Linked DNA regions of Sus scrofa: all the other regions are linked to region 1. The links are chromatin contacts, called in public Hi-C and promoter capture Hi-C maps. All regions are on one chromosome and are shown on one strand. The core of a region is the stretch at or near the end of the contact, and the rest is flanking DNA. Distances in the headings are between cores, read along the strand shown. Region 1 has its middle 74 kb from the start of TM2D1. Region 2 holds the start of NFIA (nuclear factor 1 A-type). Region 3 has its middle 87 kb from the start of NFIA.

Region 1 (3,226 bases), core at 645-3,144:
GGGTCTGGAGTCATATAGGACTTGGGTTCCAATACGGCCTCACCGCGGTTGGCTGTCACCATAGGTGAGCACCTTTACATCTGTGAGCTTCAGTTCTCTCATTCTGTAAAATGGGGATAATAATCGTAACCCACATGGGGTTGTTAGAAGGATAAATTAGATAATGCACTTAAAGTGGTTAGCAGAGGGCCTGGAATGTAGTAAGCACTTAATAACAGTTCAAAGCTATTATTAATATTGTGATTATTGTTGTAATAATGATTCATGTCTAATCCTTTCAGAGGTCATGACAGTCTTATTTCCATTTTATAATGGGTTGTGGTTAGAATCTAGATCTTCTGATCTCTAACTTTCACTGCATCATCATTTATGTGAAACAACGCAAATGCAGTCTCTTTACAGGAAGAATCTTCACATTTTTAAGTTGGAAACTGAGTGCTAACTGCCTACAGCAAAAATTCTTTTTCAGTTGGTAAATATCCTCATCTGTAACAATCACTGGGACATTCAATAACTTCTTATTAACACTTCTGATAAGTAGATGTGCTAGATATAAGACCTGTGTTGCTAAAACATAGCACCTGCTTGTTTGTAGCCTACAAACCCACAAGTTCAAAGACTGCCTTTTAGGCTTAAATAAAATGAATCCATAAGTTTAGCAACCGGTTGGCACCAACCCCAGGCGGCATTTGATTTTTGGAGTAAAGCAGCAGGAGCAGCTGCCTTAGCCCCTAGCAGGGGCTGGGACTGAAACTCAGGGACGGGACCACAGGTAGGTGGGGTAGTCAGCTTCCGCCAGAGAGAGCCAATCAGCTAAGCGTATCTGTGCTGGTCAAGCCGCAGTCCCGCAGAACAATTCTCTGGCTTTTGTAAACAAACGTCAGAGAGAAGGTCACGAAAATTTAGCCCCAAAGCAGTACTACCACCAACAAACTTGTTGGGGCGGGAGGGGAGTTGCGGGGGGAGGAGGATTGAGGAGGGGAACCTCGCCAAGCCTCAGCTTACTCATCCGCAAATTAAGGGCATCAGATGTAATGAGTGTTTTTGTTTGGTTTTTTTTGGGTTTTTGTAGGGCTGCACTTCTGGCATATGGAAGCTCCCAGCCTATACACCACAGCTTTATGGCAAGGTGGGATCCTTAACCTACTGAGTGAGGCCAGGGATCAAACCCGCCTCCTCATGGATACTAATGGACTTCTTAACCTGATGAGCCACAAGGGGAACTCCAGATGAGTGGTTCTTAATTAGTGCTACCCACATTGCAAATGGACCACTGGACTAGTCTAAGATGGTGCAGGATTTTTGTAGCAATTACTAGCCCTTAACAAAATGTCTGATTACTCACATTTATTCCTGGGTGGGGGGTGGGGGGCGCATTTGTTTTTATCACATTAGGTCTCTTGCTTAATTGAGTGTATTATCCTGTGTGTTGGATTCATTTGTTTGTTCATTCATCCAGCAGTTGGGCACAGTGACTCTGTGCTGGCCCTGAACTGGGATCAGAAATAGCCCAAATAGGGCTTATATTTAACTAGTGAAATCAATTCGTAGGTTATAAGAGGAGGCCTGAAGTCTTTTCTCCTCCAAATACGAATCCCGGCGCTGCATCCGATATGCTGCTCTGGATCTGGTGATGCAGATCTCTACCTGCCGAGTCCTGACCGCCAGCTCCTTACACGCCGCATTCTGATTGGCCGGGAAATTCACCAGCAGTTGTCCCCCAACCCCACCCCCATCCCACCCGGTTTCCGCGGCAGAAGAGGGATCGGCTTGAAGTACCTTCTGCTTCCTGTAGGTGGAGCCAAACCCCCTGGCTGAGAGGCTGCGGCCCCGCCGACGCTTCTCAACCCGCCTTCCCTCTCCTCTCTCGGGAGGCCTCCCTCCACGTCCCCACCAACCCAGTGCGTCGGAGGGGAAATCGTGCCAGACTAGGAGACGGCTGCCAGGTTCCTCTCAAGTCTTGGCTTAACAAAGGAAAGCAAATTACAAAAATGGAAATTTTCAAACCAGCGTTCAGTGGTATTCAGATCGACGTTTGGGTAGCACGCAGGCACAGACCGCATTCGTGCTATTTTGTGATTAAAATGATACCGAAAATACCGCCTTGCTTGGGTTTTCTTCTACGACGACCTGTTTCCCTCCCTCTTCTCATTTCCCCCCTTTTTTTTTCACGGAGGGGCAGCCCCCCCTGACCACTGCAGAACCGCTAACATCTGTTGAAATCTTGCTTCTCCTGACTTTTCTAAAGAGTTGAACTTGAAAAATGCCTGCGCTTTTCAGTCTGGAAAAAAAGCCAGATAAAGAAGTTTCTAGGCACCTTCCCAGGGCGTCCTGCGTTTCGCGTAAGGCGCTCTGAGTTCTCTGACAGAGCATCAATCGTCTTTGCATTTCACCTCGATGCGAGGACAACACCTGAAGGCGAACCCTGCCAGAAAAGCAGGCTACCTTGTTCCCCCCTCAGCTTGAGCTGTGCGCTCCGTCTCCTCCTTTAAAAATGGGTTTAAAGTGGCCCTTGAGTTGGGTCTTGAAGGATTTTACTTTAGGCTGGAGGGGTGGTTTTTGTTTTTGTTTGTAAACCTGCCCGCGTCCTCCTTGCTAATTTCTGCAGTTGCTAGACCGGCTCTGTCCCAAGTGGGTTTGTGAGAAAGGCCCTCCCATTGTTTGCACCCCCTACCCCCCCACCCCACACTGCACCGTGGTGTTGTGTTTTTTTTCCTCCTTGGAAGCTTTGACTGTCTCCTTCTTACACAGCTGTGTTTGCAGTGCCTGGAGACAGGTGGGGGGCAGCCTCTAGGCCAAAGCTGCCAATTCTCTCTCTAAGGACTGTCTGAATAGCTATTAAAATTTAAAGATCTCTCTCTCGCTCACACACACACACACAAACACGCTTTTTTCCCCCCCCCCCACACACACTTTTTTGGTGGCGTGGTCACTCACTAAGTCTGTTTGTTGTTTAGGAGGGGCTGTACCAGTAGCCAGACAGAGTCTAGAGGTCGCAGCCATTCTATTCTCTGTATCCTCCAGCCCACATAAGCATTACCTTGGGCCACAGCCTCATCTTTCTAGGCACCTTGGAAAACTGGGTCCAGTGGCCTTAGCTGGGTTGTGAGAAAGAGGACCACTCATCTCAACAGATAAATGTGAGCCATCTCCAGGCAACAGTCACAGTATGGGGATGTTGTGGGTTGGGGCCCATGCAAATGAGAGTTCTCTACTTGGTCAAAGG
Region 2 (3,191 bases), core at 3-2,502, 540 kb after region 1:
TGAATCTCACCTTCCACAACCCTTAACAACATTCCTGAACTTACAAATAATAATTCATGCAAAGTTAAACATTTCTGTAGAAGAATTTAAAAAAAATAAAAAACTTTTCCCAAAAGGCAATGGAAGAAGGCATACGATTTACGCAAACAAAACAAAACTACACCAATTAGGTTTTCTTTTCTGAAACTCGAAAACTCTTTCCTATTATGCTTGCTAAATCCGGAAGAGCCTGTAGCTTTGACAGCTTGAACCACACCATCCCCTTCAGAGCCGCAGAGAACTTCAGATCTTGTCTGCCCCGCCCCCTCTGGCTACTGCGAGCCAGTGTACACCCAAGCTTCCTCATGATTGGATAAAGCTCTAGTCAATCTCCCAGGTTGTCCCATTGATTAGAGGATCGAATCGTCAATTACTCTCCGGTCCAGACATTTCTTTTCGGGTTAGGTTGACTGCTGAGGCCAGACGTCTTTTTACAGAACCGAGCACGTACAGGATTCCCCCCCCTCCCCTTTCTGGAACCGAGCAAGCACTTGGAGGAGAAAAAAAAATCTGTCAAGCTCAGCAATTTTTTTCAAATCTCAGGAAGAAAAAAAAAAGGAAACCCAGTCCCTAATGCACATAGCAAAATAAATAAATAAAAGCCATCCACAAAGCTACATCTTTAAAACAAAACCATCACAATAGACATTTACCCAGCAATCACGTCAGTGCATATGCAAGCTAGAGAAAATTTTAAGTCTTAGCCATTAACAAAACCATTCTACCATTATTGTTGTTTATAAAACGCATATCGTATAAACGCAAAATAGAAAGTTTAAGATGTACCACGTACCATTGCAATGTAAAAAGAGTACGTGAGAAACTTTAAAATGTTCAGACGAATTGCTTCATTTGTTGTCCCCCTTTTTTTTTTTTTTTGCATTAAAAAGATATCTTAATAAACTTGGAACCGTTGAAAACCCGGAAGAGATTTTTTTTTAAGCTGTTGGCCAATTGCAGGCTTCTTGGAGATTTTTTTTTTTTTTTTCTCCAAATCAGGAGGCTTCTGCAATTGCAATGCGCGCTCTCTGCCTCTCTCACTGTCTCTCCTCTTTTGAAAGCGATCCAACCCGGGCTGGCTGGTTCTCAGATTCTCTCTGGTTTTGCCTTGTGTGCTTTGGATTCTACGAGACTTTGCCGAAGTTGCAATCGGTTCGCAGTCCCTCTCTCCTCTCACTACCCGCTTGTTTATTTCCGCAATCGCTGCAATTTGCATAGTAACCACGCACGGGGCGCCGGGGCTGCCTGCAGAGGGGGCCCGGAGGGGGCAGGGAAAGGCCTTGCCCCCGCTCCCTCCCCCCGTCTCTCTCCCCGCCAGTCTCCTCCTCCCCCACGGCGTGTGGCCAATAGGAGCCCCGACATTCAGCGCAAGCTCGGGTCGGGACACCGTTTGGAAGAAAAGCCCCTGTGTTACTAGGCCCCGCTCACAGGACCGTGTTTTTGGCGCAGTAGGAGTTCCCCTGCTTGCGGACCTCGCAGCCGGTACTAGGGAGATGTGAGGCTATGATACCTTTGCCTGCGGTTGTGCGGGTTTTGCACGTTTTAATCAAGTCTGCACACCTGCTTTCTCGGTTTCTTTTTCCATAGCCTCTGGTGAGTTATTAGGTTAGTTCATGATGGTTAGTGAGAGATTTAACCTTTATTTGCACTGGTGTAGACCAAGAGTTAAAGATCCTCTTTGGATCATTAAATCAAGAGAGTGCAAAATGTCACCGAGAACTTGCAGTGAAATAAAGCTTCTACTCTAGCTTCAGAAAGGAAAAAGCATTGCCACTACTCTCTGCAGATGGCTGAACATAAAAATGGTTAGGTGGGCTCCCTCAAGAATAAAGCTGTTCCTTTAAAGCAGGAGATGCAGTGAAATTCGAATGTAATTGCAAGCGTTTAATTGGTCAATATCCTTACAAAACCTGGGTTCCACAAAATTTAATGCACTTCTCCACCTCCCATCCCCCCCAAAGGAGACCTGTTTCAACATTTAAAGGAGGTAGGGGGTTAAAACCCAGTTGCTGAAACATCAAATCCTTCATTTCACTGATTCGTCTTATATGATTAATCCAGACTCTTTAAGATCAGGTGATCAGGATATTTCAGTGTCAACCTTTTATGTGTTTGTTTTATGCAACAGACTAGGCATTGGTGCAGTGGTGGTGCAAGGGAAGTATCCCTTTAAATGGAAAGCATCACAACCAGGTATTGCCTTTTTTTTTTTTTTAATGTGTTTGCTTTGCATCAGTTAAGTAGCTTAGGACATTTTGCTGAATAACTGAGTGACTGGAAAATGTGTGCTTAAGCTCACTTGATAAAAATTATCCAGTAAGAAGTCAAGAGGAATAGGAAGCAACTTGGCGGTTGCCTGATTTTCTTAACTGTCCTTGGTGAAGTTACCTAATTAATTGATAACAGAACCTCGAGCAGTTAAATCAGAAGTTAGAGAATCCTCCTATTCTATTTTGAACCACATTTTTGGCTTTAGGCTTGCACTTTACAACCAGGTAACTGATGCAGCATTACTAGGAGGTACTATATTGTGACTGCCCTTGGTGTTAGGCAACATTTGCTGTTCTGGTCTGCCTCCGATAGATTCGGATATTGTCTGGCTCTAGAAACTCTGTGGCATTTTAATCCTGGCCTCCTCCACTGAACATACATTTCCACTTGGCATGGTATGATACTTTTGCCCTAGAAATACACTTGATGAAATGTAGTGGCTTAAGGAAAAAGGAAAAATAAATTTTTTAAGTAACCAAAAAAGTTCTAGGCCTAGTTCAGCTGGAGCTCGGCCGGCTGTGTGATCTTGAGATGGTTGCATAACACCTGTAACATAGGATATCTACCTAATGTGAGAATGGAGGTCTGTTTTGTCAAGAGCTAAGAGCCTTTGAAATGCACAAGAGGTATCAGCTTGTATTGCATTGCTCTGTAAATGCTATAGTCTGAGTAATCCCTAATGCGAAGCAAGCCAGGCCTTGTCAATTGGTGGTAACAGTGAGTTTTGTCTGCAATGTCTATAATTCATTAACTTAATCTAATATGGTAGTTTAGCACCATTTCCAAAGAGACCTTTCACATCTCCATCTAGTCAACAACAACATGGCTTTGGAATCCCATTTAGGTGTTAATGTTGGTCCTACAATGTGACTCCAACAGAT
Region 3 (2,881 bases), core at 103-2,602, 630 kb after region 1:
TTGCATCCTTTAAAAAAATTTTTTTTTCCTGGCATACTCCTCCTTATCCTTTAAGGTGACCTTTATCCAGATTTGTTTCCTCTGGGAAGTCTTTTGTGACCCATCAGGCTGATTTGGATGTTTCTTCTCGGCATCCCCACTGCACCCTGGACGTAGCTCTCATCGCACTCCTCACACTGTACACTGACTGTGTATCACATGCCACTGTCTCCCAGGGACGGTGGGAAACAGTTGTGCCCTTTCTGTAAGGAGTTTTTGGGTGGATGTCAAGAAGGAAAGAAGCAAAAAGAACAGAGGGAGGAAATATACAGGCATCATATATGATGATACATTTTATTAAATTCAGATAGGGTGCTCTTCCTGGCTTTCCTATTTGAATCAATCGCTTTGTTTTGTTTCGTAGGAGTTGTTTTAAGAGAAAGTTTCGTGGTGTTTCAAGCTAGATAAACAATGTTTGTTTTCTTCTGATCTCAAAACACTTAGGAAACATTGCATGATGAGGTGGAAGAGAGGGGTGGTGAAGGTTTTGTGGAGGGTGAGCGAGAAGCAGAGGTTAGCAGCTGAGAGTGGGCTCTCCTGGCCCCGGTGCTAGCTGAAGCCTTTGGCAGGATGAGCATGATTTCTGTTAGGGATCTCAGAGCAACCAACTTCAGTCTCTGTGGACAGAAACATTTCCCTCCCAAGCATGTCAAGCTTAGGGTCTCGTGCTTACTGAATCTGACAGCTGGTAAAGCATCTTGTCTCCCAGGACTTGTCTTAAGTTTGCCCCTGAAAACTTCCAGGGGGAATGGCGTTTGTTCCTCAGGTTTATGCAACTCTTTCTAAGTATGTTGCTTACCTGCTGTTTCCTGTGAGTATTAAGTGTGCACCTGCTGAGCAGGAATTTTCCATGTCAGGTCTATTATTCTATGAGACTGAACCTTAATCGCTAACTCTCACCTATTCATAGAAAGTTTAAGCTTCCATCTCTCTTTTTTTTTCATTTCTTTTTTAAAAAAGTTTTATTGACGTACAGTTGATTTACAATGTTGCGATAAATTAGTAGCTTCTATTGCTGATTTGAAAAATGTATGCGTCACAAGAGGCCCTGTATGCTGGTCCCAAAGTGTGAAAGAAGCTTTTGGTAGATTGATTTCTGTTTGGGATTCCTCAGTGAAACATCGTCTATTCAGCCATCTAGCCAATAATCATTTTATGAAATCCTCTACAAGTCTATGTACTTATATAGGAGCAATAGGAAAGATACCTAAATCAGAGATACCTAAACCAGGGGATGGGTGGGAGGTAGGGGGCAGGGAAGGCTTCCTGGAGGAGTAAGTAGATGTCTAAGAGGAATGGGAGATAGCTCCTTGGCTAGGTGAGTGGATGGGCCTGAGGGACGGCTGTTCCAGAGAGATAGAACCACGTGGGTGAGTTGCACAGAGATAAGAGACAGCATGACGAGATTCAGGAACTTCGAGCAGGAAGAACAAAGCAACTTTTGCTTTTACTGAGCACCTTTCTTGTGCCGGATGCTGTACTGGGGTCATTTGGAGGGAGCTTTGCCCCACAATGACTACAGTGAAAGCCTGGTGCTGTGATGTTTACTAAGTATCACTCTTCGTGGAACATTTAATGACTAAGTTGGATGTAATGGCAGAGGCAATGGAGAAGCAAAAGAAAGAGAGACTAAATTTTATATATTGTCGACCACGCGCCAGAAGCATTATATTAAACTCCTCTGTGCTGTTCCATGTAGTGCTGTAGGAACACTCCGCATTAGAAAAGATGAAGAAATGGAGTCTTCGAGAAGACAAGCAAGTATACATGGCCAGCTCTTGGAACTAAAAAAACTGGCAGTCTTTCCACTAGGTCAGTCTGAGGATGACCAAGAAAAGTCTTCCCTTTGACTAATGGTTCTGAGGACCAGCCTCTCCCCTCTTTCCCCCCTGTGCCTGCAGAAACAGAACTTAATAATGGGAGCTATGGATACAGGGATTCCTTTCTGAAGAAGGGCCCCTAGAAAGGGAGCCTGGATAGAAAGCGGATGTCGGGGAGTTATGTCGGTTTGATGTTTTGGGCCAATTTTAACCATCATTTAAGACCCAGTTAAAATGGCCCCTCCTTTGATAACTCCCTGTTAACTCCACATACTTCCTTCTCTCTCTCCTCATCTGTTATTGCCTCACACTGATATATCTTTTTTCTTTTCTTTTTTGGCTGTACCTGTGGCATATGGAAGTTCCCAGGCTAGGGGTCAACTCAGAACTGCAGCTGCAGGATCTGCAAAGCCAGATCGAGCTGTGTCTGTGATCCACACAGCAGCTTGTAGCAATTCTGGATCCTTAACCCACTGAGCGAGGCCCGGGATGGAACCTGCATCCTCACGAACACCATATTGGGTTCTTAACCCACTGAGCTACAACAGGAACTCCCTCACACTGATACTTCCTCTGGTCTTGTAATTCATCTTTGTGTGTGCATGTCCCCTCTCCCCACCCCCAATTAACTCATAACCCCTTGAGGGCAGAGACCATCATAAACATGTTTTAAATCCTCTCTTCTTCCCCCATGTCCAGTGCAAGGCTGAAGAGTAAAGGTTTAACCAGTATTTCTGGTTGTTTGTTTCATGTAAAAGGCCACTGCAGGAAATTCTGAGCAAAAAGTATGCCAGAAATCACTTCACTTAGTTTGAGGACCAGGTGTTATACATTTATGACCTGTAGGAAAATTTAAATAGTGCCACAATAATTTGAAGCAACCTCATCAAGAGGCCGTGAATTTCTCCTCTTCTTCCATCTGGGTGGGCCTTATGATTTGTTCTGACCAGTTGAATGTGGTGAGGATGATGCTGTGTGGGTTCTGAGTCCAGGCCTCAAGAACCCAGCTGAGCCCAGCAGGA

Evidence for each region. Promoter capture Hi-C pulls out the DNA fragments that hold promoters and counts their contacts. Hi-C and Micro-C count contacts between places; a contact is called where the count stands out from the background.
Region 2: a promoter capture Hi-C map of fetal skeletal muscle shows a contact between it and region 1, with 14 times the contacts expected there. The contact joins the promoter of NFIA here to the enhancer-like site in region 1. A contact is called at or near these places in 4 of 5 promoter capture datasets (fetal liver, fetal skeletal muscle, liver and 1 more), 5 of 47 Hi-C or Micro-C datasets (adipocytes, embryonic fibroblasts, epiblast stem cells and 2 more) and 1 of 2 datasets of contacts at active chromatin or transcription factors (skeletal muscle).
Region 3: a contact with region 1 is called in a Hi-C map of fetal liver, with 1.6 times the contacts expected there. The contact joins two enhancer-like sites. A contact is called at or near these places in 18 of 47 Hi-C or Micro-C datasets (alveolar macrophages, embryonic fibroblasts, fetal heart ventricle and 10 more) and 2 of 2 datasets of contacts at active chromatin or transcription factors (alveolar macrophages and skeletal muscle).

What each region holds. Positions count from the first base shown.
Region 1 is chr6:150,687,302-150,690,527 of Sscrofa11.1, forward strand. No RefSeq gene overlaps it. Among named protein-coding and RNA genes, the nearest start is that of TM2D1, 74 kb to the left of the region's middle. Within about 2 kb of position 1,895, at least 38 of the 83 cell types and tissues checked have an H3K27ac peak or open chromatin away from gene starts, as enhancers often do. A contact at or near this core is called in embryonic fibroblasts, epiblast stem cells, fetal liver and 3 more, where this site is marked.
Region 2 is chr6:151,228,521-151,231,711 of Sscrofa11.1, forward strand. NFIA (nuclear factor 1 A-type) reads right to left here and starts at 1,253. Exons shown (of 11, transcript XM_021097780.1): 1 at 833-1,253. The coding sequence starts at 922.
Region 3 is chr6:151,315,384-151,318,264 of Sscrofa11.1, forward strand. No RefSeq gene overlaps it. Among named protein-coding and RNA genes, the nearest start is that of NFIA, 87 kb to the left of the region's middle. Within about 2 kb of position 1,353, at least 2 of the 83 cell types and tissues checked have an H3K27ac peak or open chromatin away from gene starts, as enhancers often do. A contact at or near this core is called in fetal liver, where this site is marked.